3 separate regions of the Mus musculus genome follow, and regions 1 and 3 are each linked to region 2. Evidence: chromatin contacts called from public HiChIP or PLAC-seq data. All regions are on one chromosome and are shown on one strand. The core of a region is the stretch at or near the end of the contact, and the rest is flanking DNA. Distances in the headings are between cores, read along the strand shown.

Evidence for each region. HiChIP or PLAC-seq counts read pairs in DNA pulled down with a chosen protein or histone mark.
Region 1: a FOXA1 HiChIP or PLAC-seq map of pancreatic cancer cells shows a contact between it and region 2. The contact joins two enhancer-like sites. A contact is called at or near these places in 1 of 115 datasets of contacts at active chromatin or transcription factors (pancreatic cancer cells) and 2 of 9 other capture datasets (adipose tissue and liver).
Region 3: a contact with region 2 is called in a FOXA1 HiChIP or PLAC-seq map of pancreatic cancer cells. The contact joins two enhancer-like sites. A contact is called at or near these places in 1 of 484 Hi-C or Micro-C datasets (nephron progenitors), 2 of 115 datasets of contacts at active chromatin or transcription factors (cardiomyocytes and pancreatic cancer cells) and 3 of 9 other capture datasets (adipose tissue, liver and pancreatic islet).

What each region holds. Positions count from the first base shown.
Region 1 is chr17:65,560,434-65,564,880 of GRCm38.p6, forward strand. It overlaps the pseudogene Gm49866. Among named protein-coding and RNA genes, the nearest start is that of Gm35400, 2.6 kb to the left of the region's middle. Within about 2 kb of position 2,823, at least 30 of the 459 cell types and tissues checked have an H3K27ac peak or open chromatin away from gene starts, as enhancers often do. A contact at or near this core is called in pancreatic cancer cells, where this site is marked.
Region 2 is chr17:65,811,436-65,815,957 of GRCm38.p6, forward strand. Ppp4r1 (protein phosphatase 4, regulatory subunit 1) reads left to right here. Exons shown (of 20, transcript NM_001114131.1): 7 at 2,023-2,130; 8 at 2,253-2,318; 9 at 2,871-3,029; 10 at 4,488-4,522. Among named protein-coding and RNA genes, the nearest start is that of Ppp4r1, 30 kb to the left of the region's middle. Within about 2 kb of position 2,511, at least 30 of the 459 cell types and tissues checked have an H3K27ac peak or open chromatin away from gene starts, as enhancers often do. A contact at or near this core is called in pancreatic cancer cells, where this site is marked.
Region 3 is chr17:65,661,427-65,666,137 of GRCm38.p6, forward strand. All of the region lies in intron 6 of Rab31 (RAB31, member RAS oncogene family), which reads right to left. Among named protein-coding and RNA genes, the nearest start is that of Gm35477, 21 kb to the left of the region's middle. Within about 2 kb of position 2,530, at least 90 of the 459 cell types and tissues checked have an H3K27ac peak or open chromatin away from gene starts, as enhancers often do. A contact at or near this core is called in pancreatic cancer cells, where this site is marked.

The DNA.
Region 1 (4,447 bases), core at 1,573-4,072, 250 kb before region 2:
GGTGGGTCTGTTACTACAGGGTTATCCATCCCATTTGTAGGCAAGGCAAACGCTGCTTCCTGAAATGACCCCACCATGGAGCCTCTGGTCATCCAACCAGAGTCACCCCCTGTCTGGGTTTATCTTCACTATTTTGTGTGGCCACTTCACTGACTCTCATCCCAGACTTTAACTTTTCCATGGCTTCCATGATTCCCCCATGGTTTTCACATAGAGTGTGTCTGACCTTTACTGCATTGCCACCGCCTTCAGGACCCTGAGACTTCTTGTCAGCACTGTCACTCCCAGAGGCTGCACCTCCTTCCCCTCCTTCTCCAGAACCAGTTTTCCCCTTCAGCGGCATCTCTTAAGCATGCAGTTGAACTCTCTAGCAACTAAGGTAAGTCTTATAACATTTAATTGGGGCTGGCTTACAGGTTCAGAGGTTCAGTTCATTATCATCAAGGTGGGAGCATGGCGGAACCCAGGAGGCATGGACACGGGAAGAGCTGAGAGGTCTACATCTTCATCTGAAGGCTGCTAGCAGAATACTGACTTCCAGGCAGCTAGAGGGTCTTAAGCCCGTGCCCACAGTGACACACCTATTCTAACAAGGCCACACCTCCTAATAGCGCCACTCCCTGGGCCAAGCATATACAAACTATCACAGAGATATAGGTTGTTTTTAAAGAATTTGCACATTAGCACAGCTTCATAAACTGTGGGTCACGAGCTGGAGAGATGGCTCTGCAGTTAAGAGCACTGACTGCTATTCAAGAGGTCCTGAGTTCAATTCCCAGCAACCACATGGTGGCTCACAACCATATGTAATGGGATCTGATGCCCTCTTCTGGTGTGTCTGAAGACAGCGACAGTGTGCTCATGTAACAAAATAAGTAAATCTTTAAAACAACAACTATGAGTCACAGCTCCACATGGAGTCACAGAACTAGCACAGGTGTTGTGAAAGGGTTCCTATCACATATTGATAATCATTCATTCATAATGGAGATTGTAAGGAACCTGAGCAGCCCTGGCAGCGCTTGCCAACGTCACCTCTGAACCAACAGCTTGCTTGGCACCATAAACACTGTCACAGCCACCACCACAGCCACTGCCACAGCCACTCCCTCAGCCACAGCTACTGCCTCAGCCACAGCCACAGCCCACAACACAGCTGGGACACCTGGGTTCACTTCAAGACTCCCGTGTGCTATGGTGGCATTTTACTATCCATACAAACATCCTGCTCTTCTACAAACATAATCACTTAATCACAGGAAACTTTAGTATCTCACTGCCATTGTTCCTTATCCTGTAAGTATCAAATGAGTATAGCGTTTGACTATTAGAGCAGAACATTTGGTTTTTAAAATTGCTGTTTGAGGGCTGGCAAGATGCCAGGTAAAGACATTTTACCAAAACAACATGCGCTCAGTCTCCAGAACCCACACAGTGGAAGAAGAGAACGGGCTTCCACACCATCCCAACTTCCAGTAGCCCCATGATGCTCTGTGTGTGAGTGTGTGTGTGTGTGAGTGTGTGTGTGAGTGTGTGTGTGAGTGTGTGTGTGAGTGTGTGTGTGAGTGTGTGTGTGAGTGTGTGTGTGAGAGTGTGTGTGTGTGTGAGTGTGTGTGAGTGTGTGTGTGAGTGTGTGTGTGTGAGTGTGTGTGTGAGTGTGTGTGTGTGTGAGTGTGTGTGTGAGTGTGTGTGTGTGAGTGTGTGTGTGTGAGTGTGTGTGTGTGAGTGTGTGTGTGTGTGAGTGTGTGTGTGTGTGAGTGTGTGTGAGTGTGTGTGTGTGAGTGTGTGTGTGTGTGTGAGTGTGTGTGTGAGTGTGTGTGAGTGTGTGTGTGAGTGTGTGTGTGAGAGTGTGTGTGTGTGAGTGTGTGTGTGTGAGTGTGTGTGTGAGTGTGTGAGTGTGTGTGTGTGAGAGTGTGTGTGTGTGTGAGTGTGTGTGTGTGAGTGTGTGTGTGTGTGTGAGTGTGTGTGTGTGTGAGTGTGTGTGTGTGAGTGTGTGTGTGTGTGTGTGAGTGTGTGTGTGTGTGAGTGTGTGTGTGTGAGTGTGTGTGTGTGTGTGTACTGAGGTGCTGTGTTGAGTTTCATGTTTAAACGGTTGTCAAATGAATTTTAGTTGTGATTGGAGCAGAAGTTGCAGTTCTTAAGCATAGTTCTCCCATTTGCACTACACTTTTATATAAAGTGGCAACTCGAGGTGGATTATAAAGTCAAAACACCAATAAATTCTGAAAAGTGTGACAATGCCCCACACCCTGCAGTATCAAATATCCTGCCAAGACTTGAGTATGCTGTAAAAATAAACAAGCACACCCCTCCCACTGATGTGCAAATTTGCTTTCCTCTGTAGTAAATGATACGATTATATATATCAAAGAATTGTTAACATAAATGTCTTATGACTTATCAGGAAATACTTGGTATTATGGAGGTAAAGATTTCTGTAGAGATTTCTCAGGCAAAAGGGAAAAAATTTAAGCAGCCCTGGAATTCGTTTGGCTTCGAGAAATAGGATCATAGTGCCATCTAGTGGCAGGACCAAGTTTTACAACAGTTGGTTTGGGTGGCTTTGCCTTAAGTAGAAAAAAATGAAAACTGTGTGTTTTAGTTTCACATAGTTTAACACCAGGTAAAAATGAGACGCCCTGGAGGGCGGGGTATTGGTGTTGTCTTTGAGCACCAAACCTTTACTGTCCTTACAGAAAATTCCACAAACCTGACTCTGACCTAAAACATAACAAGGAGTCATTGGATGAAGGCATGCCACTACCTCCTGGGGATACTTTAAATTTAGCAATGCCATTTGCCTAAAATTAGCAAGACTCTGGGGGCCAGACAACCAAATATAGTTACAGTAATGTCTTCTGCCTAAACCATCAGTCACAGCCAATGACATTCTGGGAATGCTAAATAGAAATTTCTAGAAACAAATAATTTGTGTTTTAAATATTTACTGTTATTTTTAAAAAAAAAAAAACATTATCCAAGCGTTTTTCTCCCCTTAGCCAGCAATTGCAGTTGACAACAGGTTAGCAGCACAAATGTGCACAGCACCATGTCTGGAGGCAGGCAGATGGGACATAGACGCCCCATTCCAAGTGGCAGGATGGAGTCTGGTGACGCTCCACTGTCCCACCCTGCCAGAACACAGTGCACGAATGAAGTCATGCCAGGGGAATTCTGAGTGCTTGTGAGAAAACTCCAAGAAAACAAGACAAGAGTCGTGTGACCTCAGTTTCTTCAAAAGCAAGGAGTTGTTCTTGGGTTGTGCTTTTGAGCCCCTCCCAGGTTTGCCCATCGGAATATAGTAAGTTTACTTTATTCATTACAACTGGCTATTGTTACGTGTTTATGTGTCTCTTGAAAAAAAACTTGTTTTTGCCATGTGTGACTTGCCGCTGTGACTGTACAGTTTAGTCAGATGACTCTTCTTAACCCTCAGAGGATTAACTGCCCGGTGCTCTGAATAAAGCTGGCTATTGCAGGAGACTTCAGTCCACCTCGTTTATGAACCCCATTCTCCTAGGTTCCACCAACTCTAGAGCGGTAAACACAACCCAAGCTATGAGTCACCCTTCTGTAAAATGTGTGCCTACAGTGCATATGTCCAAAATACCTGTCTGTAGAAGTTATGTCTCCATTCTTCCTCCCAGAAATAAGACTCAGACTTGGAATATGTTTAAAAATACCTTGGCCATGTTGCTAGCCTTTTCTCTGACTAGATCATAAGTTACCCCATTTATTCTAGTCTACATTCTGCCATATAGCTGGTTACCTGTGCTACCTCTGTCTCCTCTCCTCTTCCCACGTGATACCCTGTGCCTGGCTAGAAGGAGATCTATCTGGCTCCTTTTCACAAAGCTCTACCCTCACACACATAGCATCTGGTTCTGCCAGCCAGTGCCTCAGTTGCCTTGGGTGCTCAAAGCAGGGAACACGCATGTGCTTCCTCACATCCCAGAATTCTCTCTGCCTCCCGGATGTTCCACCTTCTATTCTACCCTTTCCTATAGGCCACGGGTTTTTTAATTGACAGGTGATGCATCCATACAATATACAAGTTATTCTCTCTACATGTGTCCACAGAGCATATGCTTCTGACGTCACTTGGTAGCTGTTTCAGTTATCAAACCTTACATCCCAGTATCCCAGTGCCTATGTTCAAGTAATCTTTACTTGCTAATGGTCTCACAGCTCAAATAGCAATGCTGGCAAGTTAGATGTCCTTTTAAAGGCTACAAAATAATCAATCCCCTTTAAGGGAAAAGGTGAAAAGTGGAACAAGGTATTTTGAGGGACCCGTACCACATCCACACAATTATTATAGTGCATTGTTAGGTTGTTAAAACTACTACTTACTTTTAGTTATTCTTTTTTGTCCAAAGATTATTAATTTATTTTATTTATATGAGTATGTTGTAGCTATCTTCAGACACACCAGAAGAAAGCATCG
Region 2 (4,522 bases), core at 1,261-3,760:
GTGTGGTGTCACTCCCATCCTTGGTTCCTGAGCTGAGACAGGGGGATAGGAAAGTACTAAATGAACCTGACTGGACACGGAGCATTAGCTCTTTATACCTTTAACACTGATCTTTTGTTGGTATAAAAAACAATAACAGAAATTGCGAGTGATTCCAGGTTATCTGTGAGAACAGTGATGATCATATAGTTTTCTGTCTCTTGAAAAATTCCCTTTTCATTGTTTCTTACAATAGTAGATACCAATTAACAAAAATGTAGATTTTTTTTTCCTCAACAGTTTTCATTGTTGTGAAATTCATAAAATTAGCCATTTAAAGTATAGTATTCAGTGGCATTTGATACAATCACAACTGTCTTAGTTAGGGTTCTACTGCTGTGAACAGACACCATGACCAAGGCAACAAGGACATGACCAAGTCTTATAAGGACAACATTTAATTGGGGCTGGCTTACAGGTTCAGAGGTTCAGTCCAGTATCATCAAGGCGGGAGCATGGCAGCATCCAGGCAAGCATGGTGCAGGAGGAGCTGAGAGTTCTACATCTTCATCTGAAGGCTGTTAGCAGAATACTGATTTCCAGGCAGCTAAGATGAGGGTCTTATAGCTAACATCCACAGTGACACACCTACTCCAACAAGGCCACACCTCCTAATAGTGCCACTCTCTGGGCCGAGCATATACAAACCATCACAGAGACCTACAGTCATCATCCCTACCTAGCTCCAAACAATCACGTTTCATTTCAGAAATTCTTCAATAAAGAAAATCAATTTGGGTAAAACTGTTGGTTATATTAAGGGGAGCCTAGCCTAAAAACATAATGTTCAGGGTTGAAAGAAAGCTTATGATTCCCCATGTTTTAGAAAACCATTAGTTATAATATGGTACCCTGATTAGACAGCGCTTCAGATCTCAGCTTTGCCTCTCTGAAGCACCAAGCTGTCCGTGGGATGTGGGAGCTGCAGGTATTACCCTGCTGCCCAACAGTGGAGGACTGAGGTAGGACTTGTTGACTTGCAGGCTGGCCTGAGGAGACTTGCCAGCCTGACCACCTGTGAGCGTGACGCATCTTGAAGGGATTTACTTATGGATTTGATTACACAGTTATGTTTTGTAACTTTGAACAGGAAGATCTCGCTTTTTGTTGGATTTCACAATTTAACATTATAAATGATGTATTTTTAAAGCCCTCCAGTTCATTGTTGATTTATAGAAATATAAGCCGTTTTTATTCTTATATAGATACCTGCAGCTTTGTTATATGTACTTATTCTGGTAGGTTCTTTATTAGATCCTTTGGAGCTTCTGTAGGCAGTGATGCTGCACATAGCTGAGAGTCTCTTTACCGTCCATGTGTCTTTTACACACTCTGGGAATAGCTGTGTCTGGGAAATGCTGTCAGGCAGGCATCAGATCTCCCTGTGTATTAAGTATGGGGATGGACTTGAGCAGTTGTTAGGGAAGGAAACTCTTACTTTGTTATTGGTTAGCTGGAACAAATTTGTATTAGTACTGTGTCTATGCAAAGGCAGGCTTGACTCCCCCATTGACACCAAAGCTGACGTGACGCAGAGCTTTCCTCGGAGACACAGCTGCACTCAGCAGTCATCTCCTCAGACACAGCCTTGCCTTTGAACAGGCACTCCCTTGCTGCTGCTGCTGCTGCTGCTGCTGCTGCTGCTGCTGCTGCTGCTGCTGCGGTGGGTGTTTTGAGACATGGCCCTGGCTGTTGTGGAACTCGATTGTAGGCCAGGCTGGCCTTGAACTCATAGCCTGCCTGCTTCTACTTCTCAAGTGCTAAGTTTAAAGGTGGAATTTTCTTTTTTTCTCTTTTTCCTATTTTTCTCTTTCGAAGTTACTGGCAAAATGATTAAGTTATTAACTAGTGATAGGAAAATCATTTTCCTCTAGATTTAGTACATTTGCTGTACATTGGTTAATATGTGTTTCTTTAAATTATTAAGTTTAACTTAAAAAGGCCTTAGATGTTTTCAAGATGAATTTTTCTCACTTGTTTCAGATAATGTGCAAGATGGCCCCCATGGTTGGGAAGGACATTACGGAGCGCCTCATCCTCCCCAGGTTCTGCGAGATGTGCTGTGACTGTCGAATGTTTCATGTCCGGAAGGTAAGTCTGCATCCACTCTGGGTTTCTGAGTTTAAGAACGCATGATGCTCTGGTGTGTGGAATGTGATGTTTTTAAGGAACTCCTATGCGATACTAAAATGTTAGTGATGGTTCTGTTACAGGTCTGCGCTGCCAATTTTGGAGATATTTGCAGTGTAGTTGGCCAACAAGCAACAGAAGAAATGTTGGTAAGTATCTAAGGTATTAAAGAATAAGCAATACAGAGTAATAGAGTTTATTAATATGCCCCCGTGACTGCAAACCAGAATGATGTTTGTACATTTGGAACTACAAGTTGGTGTTTGCAAGGCGTTCTGATAAGGATTGCTTCTTTAAGCATTAAACAGTGGTTCCCTGTTAGCCTCCCACTTGTACATAGTGACTCAGTCCTGACTCACTCACCCGAGTCTCTAACCTCACTAGGGCATTTGCTTTACTAGAGTCCTCTCTGGTGCCACTTAAATCTCGTAGCAGAGGAGTTAAGTTGTGACATGCATGTGCCCCATGCACAAATTCATACGCGTAGACTGTCTATACATCCACTGGCACGAGGAGCTCAGCTGTGAGCTCTCGGGTGACAGTCAGCTGTGTTTTGCCTTTCTAGGGGGAGTTATAAACTGGAGTGATGCATTAGAAGTTTTTGAGTTCCAGTGTTTAAATACGTTCTGTATGTTTTAAGAATATCCATCATTAAAACAGAAGATGGCAGGGAAGTAACTGGTGTCCCCGTGTTCCCACAGCTGCCCAGGTTCTTCCAGCTGTGCTCTGATAACGTGTGGGGCGTCCGAAAGGCCTGTGCTGAGTGCTTCATGGCTGTCTCCTGTGCAACATGTCAAGAAATCCGACGGACAAAGTTATCAGCACTATTTATTAACTTGATCAGTGATCCTTCACGTTGGGTAACATTGCTTTTTAAAAACATTTTGAGACTAAAGTAAATGATTTATTTATTTTGTATATATGAGTACACCACCATTGCTCTCTTCAGACAGACCAGAAGAGGGCATCAGATCCCATTACAGATGGTTGTGAGCCACCATGTGTTTGCTGGGAATTGAACTCAGGACCTCTGGAAGAAAGTAAATGATTTTTTAAAAAAAAAAGTGTTTTAATATTTTATTTTATGTCTATGGGTATTTTGCCTGTATGCATGCACGGACGTGTTTGTATATGTATATATGTGTGTATGTGTATGTGTGTACACACACACATACATATACATGCACACCACATGCATATCTGGGGTCCACTGAAAACAGAAGAGGGTGTTAGTGCTGAAACAGGAGTGCTGGAAAGCTGTGAGTTACCATGTGGGTGCTGGGAACTGAACCCAGGGTTTTTGGAAGAGTGTGTTCTTAACTGCGAGCCATTTCTCTAGCTCAATGATTTCAAATTTAAAACTAATTTACTCCAAGTACAAGTGGCACACGCCTTTAATCCTGGCACTCAGAGGCAGAGGACCTGTGAGTGTGAGGCCAGCCTGGTCTACAGAGTGATTTCTGAGATAGAGCTACCTAGGGAAACCCTGTCTTGAACACCTTCCCTCAAAAGAAAGAATTTATAATTATGTTATTCATATAAATATATGACTAGTCAGTAGGAGGTTATTAAAGGTTGTCTTTTTATTAGCTGGAAAGTATTTTTTTCTTTTTCCAATTTTTTAATTAGGTATTTTCTTCATTTACATTTCAAATTCTATCCTGAAAGTCCCCTATACCCTCCCCCCACCCTGCTCCCCTACCCACTCACTCCCACTTCTTGGCTCTGGCATTCCCCTGTATTGGGGCATATAAAGTTTGCAAGACCAAGGGGCCTCTCTTCCCAATGATGGCCGACTAGGCCATCTTCTGCTGCATATGCAGCTAGAGACACGAGCTCTGGGGGGTACTGGTTAGTTCATATTGTTGTTCCTCCTATAGGGTTGCAGACCCCTGAAAGTATTTTGTTTACAAATCAAGTTTCTAATTTAGCTTGCTGTTTAATGGTTGTAAAACTCACTGACTTTTTTGTCTTTTAATTAATTGACTGTGTATTTTTACCAGGTATTGAGGATGTGAATGTTTGACCCTAGCACTCAGGAGGTAGAGGCAGGTAGCTGGAGGCCAGCCTGGGCTGCACAGTTAGGTCTTGTTTTTGAAGCGTACAGGAACACAGTTCTTTCTGTGTTGGTTAGGATATGCCACTCAGCTCCTAGTGTCTGAATAGTCAAGTGAAGAGAGAGTCAGGTTTCTTTTACAAGGCTTTCCTGTTATCCTGAACATACTTTGGCTTTTGTATATGCATAGGAAGTATGTGTGCATTAAAATATATATACCTCTTTATGCTTATGTTTATTATTGTCCTTTTTCTCTTCTTAGGTTCGCCAAGCAGCCTTTCAGTCTCTGGGGCCTTT
Region 3 (4,711 bases), core at 1,280-3,779, 150 kb before region 2:
TCAGCCCCCTGCTGCTCCACATCACTGGCTACTCCCACATAGTAGTCCTCTATGTCCCCAGGGTCCTCTTCCTCTTCTTCCTCTTCCTCACAGTTTGGGTCATAGTCCTCTTCATTGCTATCAGACCCTTGGCTGTTCATGTCCACAGACATCTTAACATCCAGCAAAGTTGCAGAAACAGTTGCTTTTTTCCCTACCCCCAATTTTTATCGTTTTCTCAAATGCATTAGCGTGTATTGTCTGTAATGTTTAAAGATCTTTCCTGCAGATATCACCCAAACTGTCTGTCATAGGATTTCCATCAGGAGCTGCGACCTCGCGGCCGCAGAGCCCAGGCCGGCCGGACCAGGTCAAGCCGGACCAAACGAGGCTGACGGAGGCGTAGCGGCAGCGGAGGCAGCCGGCGGACGCGGCTCAGGCCCGCGCTCTTGTTTTCTTTTTATTATTATTTTATTTTGTTTGTTTCTTCTGTCTACTTGACACAAGCTAAGGCCATCTGGGAACAGGACTCTCCACTGAGCAAATGCCCTCATAAGACTGGCCTGTAGGCCAGCCTGTGGGCAGCTCTTTGATTGACAGATTGGTTCATGTGGAAGAGGACTGCCTACTATGGGCAGTGCCATCCCTCAGTAGTTGACTTGGGATGTATAAGAAAGAAAAGCCAGGAGTGAGCCTATACGTCCTGCTCCTCCATGGCATCTGCCTCAGTTCCCGCCTCCAGGCATCTTTCTTGAGCTCCAGTTCTGACGGACTTCAAGACGGACTATGAGCTGTAAGGTAAAATGAGCCCTTTCCTCTCCTCCTTGCTTTCAGTATGATGTCTCTCACAGCAACAGAAACCTAACAGGACTCTCCCTCAACCTGACAACCACCAAACTGACCTGTTTATCTAACAACCCTTAAAAAATTAGATTCAAAATACTTACATATGACACTAATGAGACTCTCTTTAAAGCAATATAGGTTGGGGAGCTATAGGAAAGAGATGGGGCAAGTTGGGTGGTTATGTGTATGTGATAATTAAATTTACTTATGTACTAGAAGTTTACATTTTCTATAATAAAATAATTTTCCAAAGTTGCCAGGAATACACTATTACAAAGTAGCCATGATTACTAACTTACAGGCAACCTTACAAGAAAGAGAATCTTGAGGGTACATATTATTTATTATTATATGTTTCACAGTTTGATTATATGAAATGGGTTTCTTTTTTATATAAACTACTCTGTAGTATTTGTTTCACAATTTGTCTTTTTAAGTCAGTAACAAGATTCACATCATTATTTCAAATCACTAGTTTATATTAGTGTACCACAATTTTAAAAAAACAAACTATGTCTCAATTTTGGTGCAGTTTAGTCATTTCCTGTTTTCTCTGACTATGGATAATATTACCAGAAAACTGCTGTACAAAGTCAGGAGCCAGGGACAATCCAGACTTAAAGCTGACAACATGTGACTCCGCATCCTGGCCTCTCACTCACTAGCTATTCGACACAGCAAGTCACAAGATGGAGAGCCCTTATGGTAAAACAGGAATGATAACATGCCTACGTCACAGTGAGGGGGACATCAATGAATTAACACACACTTTAGCCCTTCCAACAATGGCAAGGAGCAAGGGCTCCACACATGCGAAGCATTGCTACAATTGGTCCCTGGGTCTGCCTGTTTCTCAGGTTTTAATTCACGGCTGGTTACACTGTCCATCAAAACCAGTTAGGCCTACTATGGTTGTGTCCATATTGAACGCATCCAGACCCTTCCTTATCATTATTCCCTAAACAATAGAGTATAGCAACTATCTATAGAGCATTGACTATGCTCTATAGATATAGATATATTGGGTATAAATAACCTAGAGATGAAGAGGCATAAGGGGAGTTATGCTTACATACAAATGCTATAGCATTTTAGACAGGAACTTGGGCATCTGTAGATTGGTACCCTGGTGGGTCCTACACCTAAACCTCCATAGACATGAGGCCCAAGGACATGGTGTTTTGCACGACTGAGAACTCCTTAGGACGGCTCAAGGTGAAAGCTTCTGATATCAGCATCTTCTTTGCTGGCCTTTGCCAAAGTAACTTTCTTGGTGGTAAAGAAGGGACTGTCCTCACCTTTATCTTCACTCGACAGCTTGCTGTTCCGTTACAGCATTTTCAAAGGTTTTTGTTTTGCTTTCAGACTTATTTAACACGCTCTAAACCAAGTAACTACCGTGGAATTACAAAACCCTGTGGGCATACAATAGCCAGAGAGCTGCGCAGCAATGTTTACAGAACAAGGCCCAGGGCGCTTTCCTATTCTCTAATCCTTTTGGGCCAGCGTTGCTTTCATCTCTAACTGTATAAACTCTAGGAACAAGCACTCAGGGAGCTAGGTAGGTGTTTGAGGGCCTGAAAGGTCATTGAGCTTGGACCCACGATCTTAAAGCCAGGAACTGAAACTGCCGGACTCTATTTACTGGTCAAAGGGATAGGGTCTGAGTCATGGTGCGTGGCCCTGGGTGGAGACACGCCCTTGTGAGTGCCTTCTAAAGTCAACAGAGAGCTGGAGGTTTCTGGTAAAGAACACACCAGGGTCCTCTCTCCTAAGAGTCAATTCAAATGGGTTTGTCAATCACCTGGACTTCGGGAACCCCACCCCCACCCCACCCCCACCCCACCCCCACCCCTGAAGCTCTTTGTCCTAGAGGCTTAGAAACAGTATCAAGCCTACCTAAAATATAGACCCGCACAAGAGTCTTTTTGGCCACTCTCCACTCTGTTAAAAATGCCACATCACCATTAGGTAAACGCTACCTATCTTCAACTACATGCTCTGTGTGTCTCACGTGAATTCTTCCAACTGAGATCACAAAGACCAGAGAGCCAGAGGGAAGCCAGAGAGAGATGCTGGCAATACAAATCAACCAAAGCATTTCTCATTTGTTCTTAAACGAATACGAAATAACTCAAAACAAAGAAACCACACTCCAATGCCCTCAATGTCTCAAAGCAGACAGTGCAAAAACAAAGTGGGGTGAAGCTATAAAATCTTAAAGCCCGCCTCAGTCCAGTAATGTACTTCCCCCACTAAGGCTGCACTTCCTAAAGGTTCTAGGACTCCTGCAAACAGCATCACCAACTGGGGGCCAAGTATCCGAATATATGAGCCCGTGGGGGATACACTCCTCGTTCAGATCACCTCGCTGACCCACTCTTAAATTATATTCCGAAGCCTGAATGAAGATCATGGCTTTGTCCGAGTGGAGGTTGCTCAGGCTGTCAGAGCCAGGAGCACTGAGCTGTGGTTCCTACTGGTACCTCCACTGAGCTCAGTCATCTCTATCCTAGATTCATTGATCATCCTAATTGATGGGTCAACAGAAATGGGATATACTAGGATAGAGATGGAGAGCTAGAAATAATGGAAAGAGATGGAAAATAGATTGGTGGATTGTGACAGCTGAAAGTATAGACAGACAGATAATGATGGACAGACACTGGTACATAGATACAGACAATGGGGGCCCATGGAGTCGGTCTATCGATGGGAGAGAAGGGAGAGTTAGGTAAATGTATGTAGAGAGATGACTAGAGGCTCCACTACAAATCTACAAGCTGTCTTTGCTAAGTGTTTATAACTAAGAGTAAAACACAGAAATAAACATTTGTTCATTAGACGTGCAGAAGAACAAACATGGGCTTATGTTGGAATTACTGGGAAGCTGCAGTTGCTCCGTGCTTAAGCAAAAGACTTGTTTTTCTAAGTGGAACAGACCACCAGACTATGAGGAACTAATTATTCAAAATCTTCATCCTTGTGACCCACAAAGACCCCTGGCACGGACAAGGATTTAGGATGGTTGAGTTATAGATACAAAGAAATCTTTCTGAGGTGTTAGTACTCAATATCTAGGCTTCTTGTTTTCTTTGAGGTCTTTATTTGACTTTTTAAAAAATTTTAATAATGACTTTCATCAAGCTCAGAGGGTCACCTCATGTAGAAATCTCGAGGTGAATTTAATGCACATTAAAAACAAACAAACAAACCAAAACAAAACAAAACAAAACAGGGTTTCCTATCTGACCCCTGCCTTGCCTTGGCTCAAGGAACTCACATGGAGGAGCAGGTTCTACAAACCGGGAAAGCTGGACCGTCAGAGGCAGTGTGGGGAACTGTGTAGGAGAGCTCATTAAAACTGTCTGTAGCTGGTGGTGCTGACTGTAATCCCCAAGGCTTAGGAGACTAAGGGAAGAGCACGGCTACAAGTTCAAGGCCAACCTGGGCTACAGGGCAAAACCCTATCTCAAAAGAATAAATAAATATTAAAACAAATATAAAAAAAAACAACAACACAACACTTTCAAAAAGAAAATGTTTACCAAGTGCCCAACCCAGAAAAGCCTGAAACCACTGGATAATAATCGGCTTACTCTAAGGTAATAAAGGGCTCGGTGTGCTAAGTTCAGTCTCTCGGAGTGACACAGCACAGAGAGTGTGTGTTCTTACACAAGAACAGCTGAGATGTGAGACCATGGGTGCCCAACCCCAAATCACGGCTGAGCTGGCTACATCTCAATTCAGCCCAGTGAGCTTGCAGCTTCTCTGTCACACGTGGAAATATCAGCAGGGGTGGGGTGGGGTGGGGGAAGTATTCAGGGAGGTGGACAGAAGGGAGGTACCAGAACCACCTCGGTGACCGGGCCCAGGGATGTAGGAG